Linked DNA regions of Mus musculus: region 2 is linked to region 1. The links are chromatin contacts, called in public ChIA-PET maps. All regions are on one chromosome and are shown on one strand. The core of a region is the stretch at or near the end of the contact, and the rest is flanking DNA. Distances in the headings are between cores, read along the strand shown. Region 1 has its middle 22 kb from the start of Plbd1. Region 2 has its middle 11 kb from the start of Pde6h.

Evidence for each region. ChIA-PET counts read pairs in DNA pulled down with a chosen protein or histone mark.
Region 2: an RNA polymerase II ChIA-PET map of memory CD8 T cells shows a contact between it and region 1, with 11 read pairs. The contact joins two enhancer-like sites. A contact is called at or near these places in 1 of 115 datasets of contacts at active chromatin or transcription factors (memory CD8 T cells) and 1 of 9 other capture datasets (liver).

What each region holds. Positions count from the first base shown.
Region 1 is chr6:136,681,979-136,686,030 of GRCm38.p6, reverse strand. No RefSeq gene overlaps it. Among named protein-coding and RNA genes, the nearest start is that of Plbd1, 22 kb to the right of the region's middle. Within about 2 kb of position 2,165, at least 105 of the 459 cell types and tissues checked have an H3K27ac peak or open chromatin away from gene starts, as enhancers often do. A contact at or near this core is called in memory CD8 T cells, where this site is marked.
Region 2 is chr6:136,963,627-136,967,480 of GRCm38.p6, reverse strand. No RefSeq gene overlaps it. Among named protein-coding and RNA genes, the nearest start is that of Pde6h, 11 kb to the right of the region's middle. Within about 2 kb of position 2,145, at least 151 of the 459 cell types and tissues checked have an H3K27ac peak or open chromatin away from gene starts, as enhancers often do. A contact at or near this core is called in memory CD8 T cells, where this site is marked.

The sequences.
Region 1 (4,052 bases), core at 916-3,415:
GTGGGGGGGAAATATGAGGTACCTTAATAGATGAATATTGGCCTGATTGTTGACACTGATGGACATAGTTTGGCCTTCCCTTCTTCTCTGAGGCTCTTGGCCACCATCCCAAGAGGACAAGGAAGCAGAGGAGGGCAGCAGGGATCAGATGGCTATAGGTATGACTAAGGGACCTCTGGAGACTGCTGCAGCAAGACAAGTCTGCTTTGTTGTTCCAGGGATAGAACATTTTTAGGGGTACAGTGGAAAGGGCTGATTGGCCATAGCATCATGTGGCAGGATGGGCTGATGGGACATATTACAGCAGCTAATTATCATGTGGGCAGGAAGCCATAGCAGGGCTTATGTGCTGAGTTACACAGCCTTGAGGAGAGCTCTGTACGAGTTACTTTTCAGGCAAGGCCAGCCACCCATGACTGCAGGAGACTCTGCAGATAAAGCCAGGCAGACAGGAACACCACGATGAAAAAGGGAGTCCTCCATTTTATATCCGAGCTCGGAGAGCCATCCAGTCATAGGGCACTACGACAGGGACTGTGGGTATGGGGGAAGAGGAAGAGCTCCCATGTCCTGCCAGAATTCCTGTGCTCTGGGCAGGCAGACTCGGGAGGACTGCTGGACGCTTTCCACTCGGCCCTGGGTGGGCATCTGGCTGTGTGAAGCCACTGACCCCACTCGGCAGCTGGGGGTGGACAAGGGGCAGCCCCCGATACCAGGGGCCCCAGGGCGACACTCTCGGCCCTGGAGATACGGAAAAGAGAGCAGAGGGAAAGAGGTTCCCACGCAGGTGAGAGTCCTTAGTCCAGTCCGTGGCTGGAGCACAGGAAGTCCTTCTGACGAGAGATTAGGCACTGCTCATTAGGAGAAAGCCTATCCCATCATCCAAGCTCGGCAGGCCTTGATGAACAGAGACAGTTTATGGTTTTAGAGCTTTATTGTAGAAAGGCAAGGGGAAAGAGAGAAGGTAAAAGAGAGAGAAACTGGCCATGGTCAAAAGGAGAGAGGGGGGAAATGAGAGAGAGAGAGAGAGAGAGAGAGAGAGAGAGAGAGAGAGAGAGAGAGAGAGAGAGAAAGGCTAGAGTAAGAGGGAAAGAATAAGAGGGAGAGTGTAAGAGGGAGAATAAGGAAAGTAAAAGTTTAAGAGAGTAAGAGGGAGAGAGTAAGAGAGTGAGAAGGAGCCAAACAGCCCCTCTTATGGTGGGCTTGTTATCTTGTTGCTAGGTAACTGGGAGTAGTCTAGCCTGAAGGTCAGAAGCTTGGGACATTGTCTACTCAACTACTAGCCACACACTTCTCCTGTGGGGGTTGTGGGGGGGGGGTAAACTTGACAGGAGCCAGGAGTCCAGGAGACATGAGGGAACGCCTCTCATCCCATACAGGTGAATTATCACCTCCAGGTCCTACCAGGTTTCACAACCTCAGCTTGACTGGAGACCAAGCTGTCTGTGTAAAGCCCAATGCCCCACAGGGTTCTTCAACAACAATACATGGGCTTTATTACAATGTGGATTAAGATTCAAGTCTCCCATGATAAGGTTGGGTTCTCACAAGCCGGGCATGATGGGACACCTCTGCCATTCCAGCACTGGGACAGGGAGGCAAGGACGGACGAGGAGTCTGTCCAAGGTCAGTCTTGCTGTAGCCATTGCTTATTCCCCTAGGAAGGACAAATGACAAAAACAGATTAGGGAAGCAAGGGTGTGTTTTGGCTTTTGCTCCAGAGCTTGTAGACTTTAGTGGCAGGAAAGAGCTTGAGAAAGAAACCTGGGTTGAACTAAGATCCTAGGACACAACAAACACTGGCCAAGTCACCTCCCCCAGAGGCTTGCTTTGGTTCCTTAAGAGCCTCCTGAGAGAGTGCAAGGCCTCGTGAAGGCTGCATCTGCATTTGCAGTTGGGCTCAGATGACCTTGAACCTTAGGGGAAGGGCGTGCCTAACATGTGAGATGTGTTTAACTCAGTGTTGAGCTACCTGGGTATTTGCAACCATTTTACAGACTAGGGGGAAAAAAGCCAGCCATGAATAAGAACATTTTTGACAAGATGAACTGGATGTTGTGAGTCTAGGGAGACCCAGAATCGGACCCTGACAAGGAAAGTGACTGACATAGAGGAACTTAGTAAACCGCCCACAAAGAGGAACTGGGAGGGTTTAGCTGTGGTTTCACAGCTGGGCCAAGCAGCACTGTGAAATATCCCACAGGCATCCTTCAAAGAGGGGAGGCTGAGGCAGCAGGATTGCCAAGAGTGTGACACCAAGCCTTGGCTTCATGAGTTCATAGACAGCTTGGGCTACAGAGTGAGGCCACGTCTCAGAAAACCAAAACAGCTAAGCTAACCAGCGCAGGAACACCTGTGACCCAGAGACTGTCTATGTTATGATTGTTAATTAGAGAGAACCCAGTGGCACGGAACTGTCAAGTAACCTCGTGGTTAGTGGCAAAACAAAATTTCGAAATGGTATAATTTCACCCCCAAAACACAGACTTACCCATGTTTCAATCGGCAGAATGAGGGGATGGAAGGAAGGAAATCAGAAGGGGGCGATCAGGAGCTGGTTCAGCTGGGGATATGGAGCATACTGCCCCCACAGGGACCTGAGTTCAGTTCCCAGCACCCACATTAGGAGACTCACAACTACCCGTTGTTGTGTTTTATAAAAAAGATGGAGAGAAGGAATATGTTTGGTAGAAGTATGGTAAGGTGTGGAGGAAGGGCCCTCTGCAGGCCCATGCTGAGGCATCTCTGTCCCCCTGAGGGACCAGCCACACAAGGGTATAGTATAGAATAGAGTTTGTTTAGAGCATGGGATGGAAGTCAAGAGAGAGGCAGGGAGCGGGGTAGAGGAGAGGAGGGAAGGAGAGGGGAGGGGAGGGGAGGGGAGGAGAGACTGGTCATCAGGTCATGAGCACATGGAGAGAGAGGGGGGAGGGGAATGGGGAAAGAGGGGTAAGCAGGAGCAAGATGTCAGGAGAGTGAGGAGGAGACAAGTGGCCCCTTTTATAGTGAGTCAGGCACACCTGACTGTTGCCAGGTAACTGATGGGAACTAAAAAGGGGGGCCTGGGGAAGAGGAGGGAGGAAAAACCCACAACCCTCCAGAGTTTTCCCTATCCTCTGGTCTATCAGGCATGGAAGAGCTGCCATACACTTTCTACTCAGCCCTGGGTGAGCATTCAAGCCTCTGACCCTTCAGGGGGCGGCCAAGGGGCAGCCCTACCTAGGAACCCCGGAGCTACTTCGCTAAAGCCACCAGGGTTATAGGAGAGAGGGGTAAGGGAAGAGGTTCCCAACACCTGTGAGAGTGAGTGCAGCAGATCTTGACTGGAGCACAGGAAGGCCTTCTAACAGATTAGAAATGGCTCATTAGGAGAAAGCCTGTCCCATCCTCCAAACACCGTGGGACTTGATGAGCAGAGACATTCTATGGTTTTAGAGCTTTATTATAGAAAGGCAGGGAGAAGGGAGGGAGGGAGAGAGAGAGAGAGAGAGAGAGAGAGAGAGAGAGAGAGAGAGAGAGAGAGAGAGAGAGAGGAGGAACAGCTAGAGAGAAAGAGAGTAAGAGGGAAAGAGGAGAGGAGAGGAAAAGACAGAGAGAAGAAAGGAGAGAAGAGTGAAAGAAGTGAGAGGTGAGAGAACAAAGGAGTGAGAAAGACAAGTAAGAGAGCGAGGTGGGGCTGAACAGCCCTTTTTATGGTCTCTAACAGCCTCTTTTTATGTAACACGCCCGGCGTGTTACAGCTCTTAAAACAGATGCTCTTAGCTGAGGCAGTGATGGCGCGCCTTTAATCCCAGCACTTGGGAGGCAGAGACAGGCAGAATTTCTGAGTTCAAGGCCAGCCTGGTCTACAGAGTGAGCTCCAGGACAGCCAGGGGTACACAGAGAAACCCTGTCTCGAAAAAAACAAAAACAAACAAAAGACATGCTCTTAGACGACGCTTATTCCTTCTGGATAGGATCATATGTACAGTTTTGGGGTTAGTTGGAGTCTGACAGTAGGTGCTTCCTATTGGCTTGGTCTGAGATGTTAGGGATGCTTCAGCTACATGTAG
Region 2 (3,854 bases), core at 896-3,395, 280 kb before region 1:
TGGGCAACACCAACCTCAACCTCTATCCAATCCCAGGAGCAGGCTGGGAAGCGTGTTCCTTAATTAGCTTCATGGCATCCTTTCCTGGTCTTTCAGAGGATCAGTGGAGTGGGTTGAATTCCCTGGCATCCTGTAGCTATGTGCCCTGCCCTCTCTGGTTGTTACAGCTAATCAGGTTTCTTGGAGTTCTAGCTACCGTGCTGTTGCTGTACCCAAGTTATTGTACTGCCCTTTACTTTCAGTTCCCTAAAACAAACAAACAAACATTTTCTTAGTTTTTGGGGGGAGTAAGGGTGGGGGTGGTTCTCAGAGACCAGAGAGGGCATCAGACCCACTGGAGTTGGAGTCATAGGCAGTTGTGAGCCTCCCAATGGAGGTACTTGGGAACAAACTCAGTTCCTCCGCAAAAACAGCAAGCATTTAACCTCGGAGCCATCTCTCCACCCCCAGCCCAGTCCCTTTCTTCAAACCTCTGCATTACCCTCTTTGAATTGGGCACCTCTGTCGCCCCAGTGCTGAGACGATTTTACTGCTTCCCTAGGTGCTGTTTCTACAGTAAAGCGTTGCCTATTTCTCATTAGCAACAATGAGAATGGTAGGACTGGAGCTTCTTAAGAATAGAGACAAAGGGGTTTGAGTTCGATGCTGTGCTGGACAGTTTTATGTCAACTTGGCAAGCTAGCGTCATCCAAGAGGCGGGAGCCTCTACTGAGAAAAATGCCTCCATAAGATCAGGCTGCAGGGAGGCCTGTAGAGCAGTTTTGAATTAGAGATTAATGGAGGAAGGCCCAGCCCAGGAGGGTGCCATCCTTGGGCTGGTGGCCCTGGGTTCTATAAGAAAGCACGCCTTTAATCCCAGCACACAGGAGGTAGAGGCGGGTGAATCTCTGAAGCTGAGGCCAGCCTAGTTTACAGAGCTACTTCTGGTACAGCAAAGGTAACACAGAGAAACCCTGTCTCAAAAGGAGGGGGGGCGGGGGGGGGAGAGGGAAGGAGAAGGAAAAGAAGAAAGAGAAAAAGGAGGAGAGAAAGAAAGAAAAAAGAGAAAAAAAGGGAGAGAGGGAAGGAGAGTTAGAGAGGAAAGAAGAAAGGAAAAAGAAAGCTGGCCAAGAAATCCATAGGAAGCAAACATAGAAGCAGTGTTCCTGCGTGGCCTCTGCATCAGCTCCTGCCTCCGGGCTCCTGCCCCGCTGGAGTTCCTGTCGACTTCCTTCAATGATGAACTGCAATGTGGGAATGTAAGCTGGTGAACTTTCCTCCCTAACTTGCGTTCTGGTTATGGTGTTTCATCACAGCAATAGAAATCCTGACTAATACAGCTGAGATGCAGGCTCCATCAGCGCCTGCTCACCACCCAGGGCTGGCCATCTGTGTGACGCATCTATGCTGCAGGGCTGGCCTTCTGTGTGACACATCTATTCCGCCTCCTCACTACGACTTCACAAACATTGGAAGGTGGCTGCCAGTTTCTGTTCCAGGCTCTGTGTCATCGATCCTTCCACTGTCCCTCCTGCAGCATCATGTCCCTGATCCTTCTCCTCCCTGGCCGTTAGATATGTCTGTGTAATGGTTGGTCCTGGTTGTCAACTTGACTAGATTGAGGGATAGCTAGTGGATTAGAAAGGCATGTGTTTGTGATAGTGTTTCCTGGAACAATCCGATAATGAAGATCTGAGATACTGAACAGATTAGTCCCATGATCAAATTATAATATAATCTGAGAGTGTATTGAGAGGTGGTGGAAGTGGAGGCGGTATTTAGTTGGAGGAACTAAATCACTAGAGGCATCCTTGGGGCCTATATATCCCTGTATCCCACCTCTCTCCCTGCTTCCCAACTGCCACAATGATGTGAACTGTCTCACACAATGGACTGAATCCTCTAAAAATGTTGGCCAAGATATGTGTAGTCCCTTCAAATTGTTTCCCGATATTTTGTCCTGGCTATAAGAGAGGTAGCTAACACACACCCTTTTCTTCAGTCTGTTTTGTTGACATTGTTTCGTCTTTAGGGGGGGGGGAATCCCATCTATAAAGTAAACTAAGTGTGAACCAGGGCCTTGTGCAGCTGAAGAACTAGACCTCCCTACTCCAAAGACCAACCACAAGGCAGGACTAAGGGGTGATGGTTGTCAGGTGCCACAACTGACTCACGGTGTCTGGAGGGAAGACAGGGAGGCCACGGGGAGTTTCCTGCTGCAGTGCAAGCTCACATTCCCCTGCTGTCTCCTTCATCAAACACTTCCACTTTCAAGTTCATATTTTGCTTTTTCTCGTCTGTTTCTAGCTTTATGGCTAGAAGATTATTCAGCCATTACAAAGTAATTGTCATAGCACTGGTGGCAGGGGACAGGCTCATGAGAGCTGAGTCCCTCTCCTGAGTCTCCCCTTTTCATGCTTAAGTACTGAAGACCACAAAGCCATTTATTTTACCGCCGCTGTGAACCTCAAATTATGGAATTCAGGCAAATTGGAGGGTCTAGGGGGTGAGTTTCATGCAATTCACTGATAGCCTCAAGAGAGAGATGCGAGCCTTCCCTACCCATCCTCCTCTTTTCCTTCTCTTCAGTTAATTTCCTCCATTCTTTTACCACACATTACAAAACTGAAATGAAGAAATTCACGTTCTCAGCAACAAAGCCTAAAACCACAGGTGGCGCTCACTTGCATTACACAACTGCCTTTAAAAAACGTTGTGGAAAGACAGCTATGTGCACATGGCTTTTAACACAACTTCTGGGGTGAAGCAAACCGGCACTTTACTTAGAGGGCTTTTGTGTCAGAGTCTGAACTTCACAGCCTCGGGAGTTTTCTCACTGGTGGTTTAAAAGCGGTTTGTTATAGATTGCAGAAAGCCAACCAATGGGTATTCTGATAGCTGTGAGTCTCAGAGTAATTGGGCAGAGTAATTTTAATGAATAAATGAAAGGGAATTTTGTGGAACCAGAGCCCTAAGCTCACATCGTCAGGGTTCTAAGTTTAACTTTTCAGTCTTTAAGACTGAGTGAGAGCAGCAGGCAACCTCTGAGGTAACCTACTTGGATTTAGTAAAACTCCTGGGTAAAGGATTTTCCCAATTGCAAAGCAGAATTATTTCTTGACTCTTAACACTAGACTGGCTCTTTTGTAAGCCTTGCTACCTACTTCCTGTGTGGCCATGGCTCCTTTAGACATTTGCATACAGTGTTTAACACAGCTCCACTATAAAAATCAAAATTCCTCTATAGATAAGAAGGGAGGACTGGCCAGGCGTGGTGGCACATGCCTTTAATCTCAGCACTTGAGAGGCAGAGGTAGGCGAATTTCTTAGTTCGAGGCCAGCTTGGTCTACAGAGTGAGTTCCAGGACAGCCAGGGCTACACAGAGAAATCCTGTCTCAAAAAAAAAAAAAAAAAAGCAAAAACAAAACAAAAATAAAAACAAGAAGGGAGTACTGTGATGTAAACCATTACAGAATACTCTTCTCTGAACATGACATGACTACTGCCATCTTAAAATCAGGATGGCTATGATGTCAGCTGTCATTAAAAGACTGGGCCTTAAAACATCCCTTCACAGAGATCTCTCAAGGGGAGAAGGTGGCACCTACTTCAGTGGTATAACTTCCTGTAAGTTGCCCCTGCCTTGGAAGTAGCCCCTTACTCAGAGTCTTAGAAGTAATCATAATTAAAGTCACCAATTAAGTGAATTCAACTTGAGTGGAATTGTTTCCTGTGTGTCACTGGTGGCCCAGTTGATTTAAAGATGTTTGTTCAGATTTCCCTGGATGTATTACACTGTAATTTTGTTTTGTTTTTTTGTTGAGGGATGGTCTCACATCTAGCTAGTCTGGAACTCTCTAGGTAGACCAAGCAG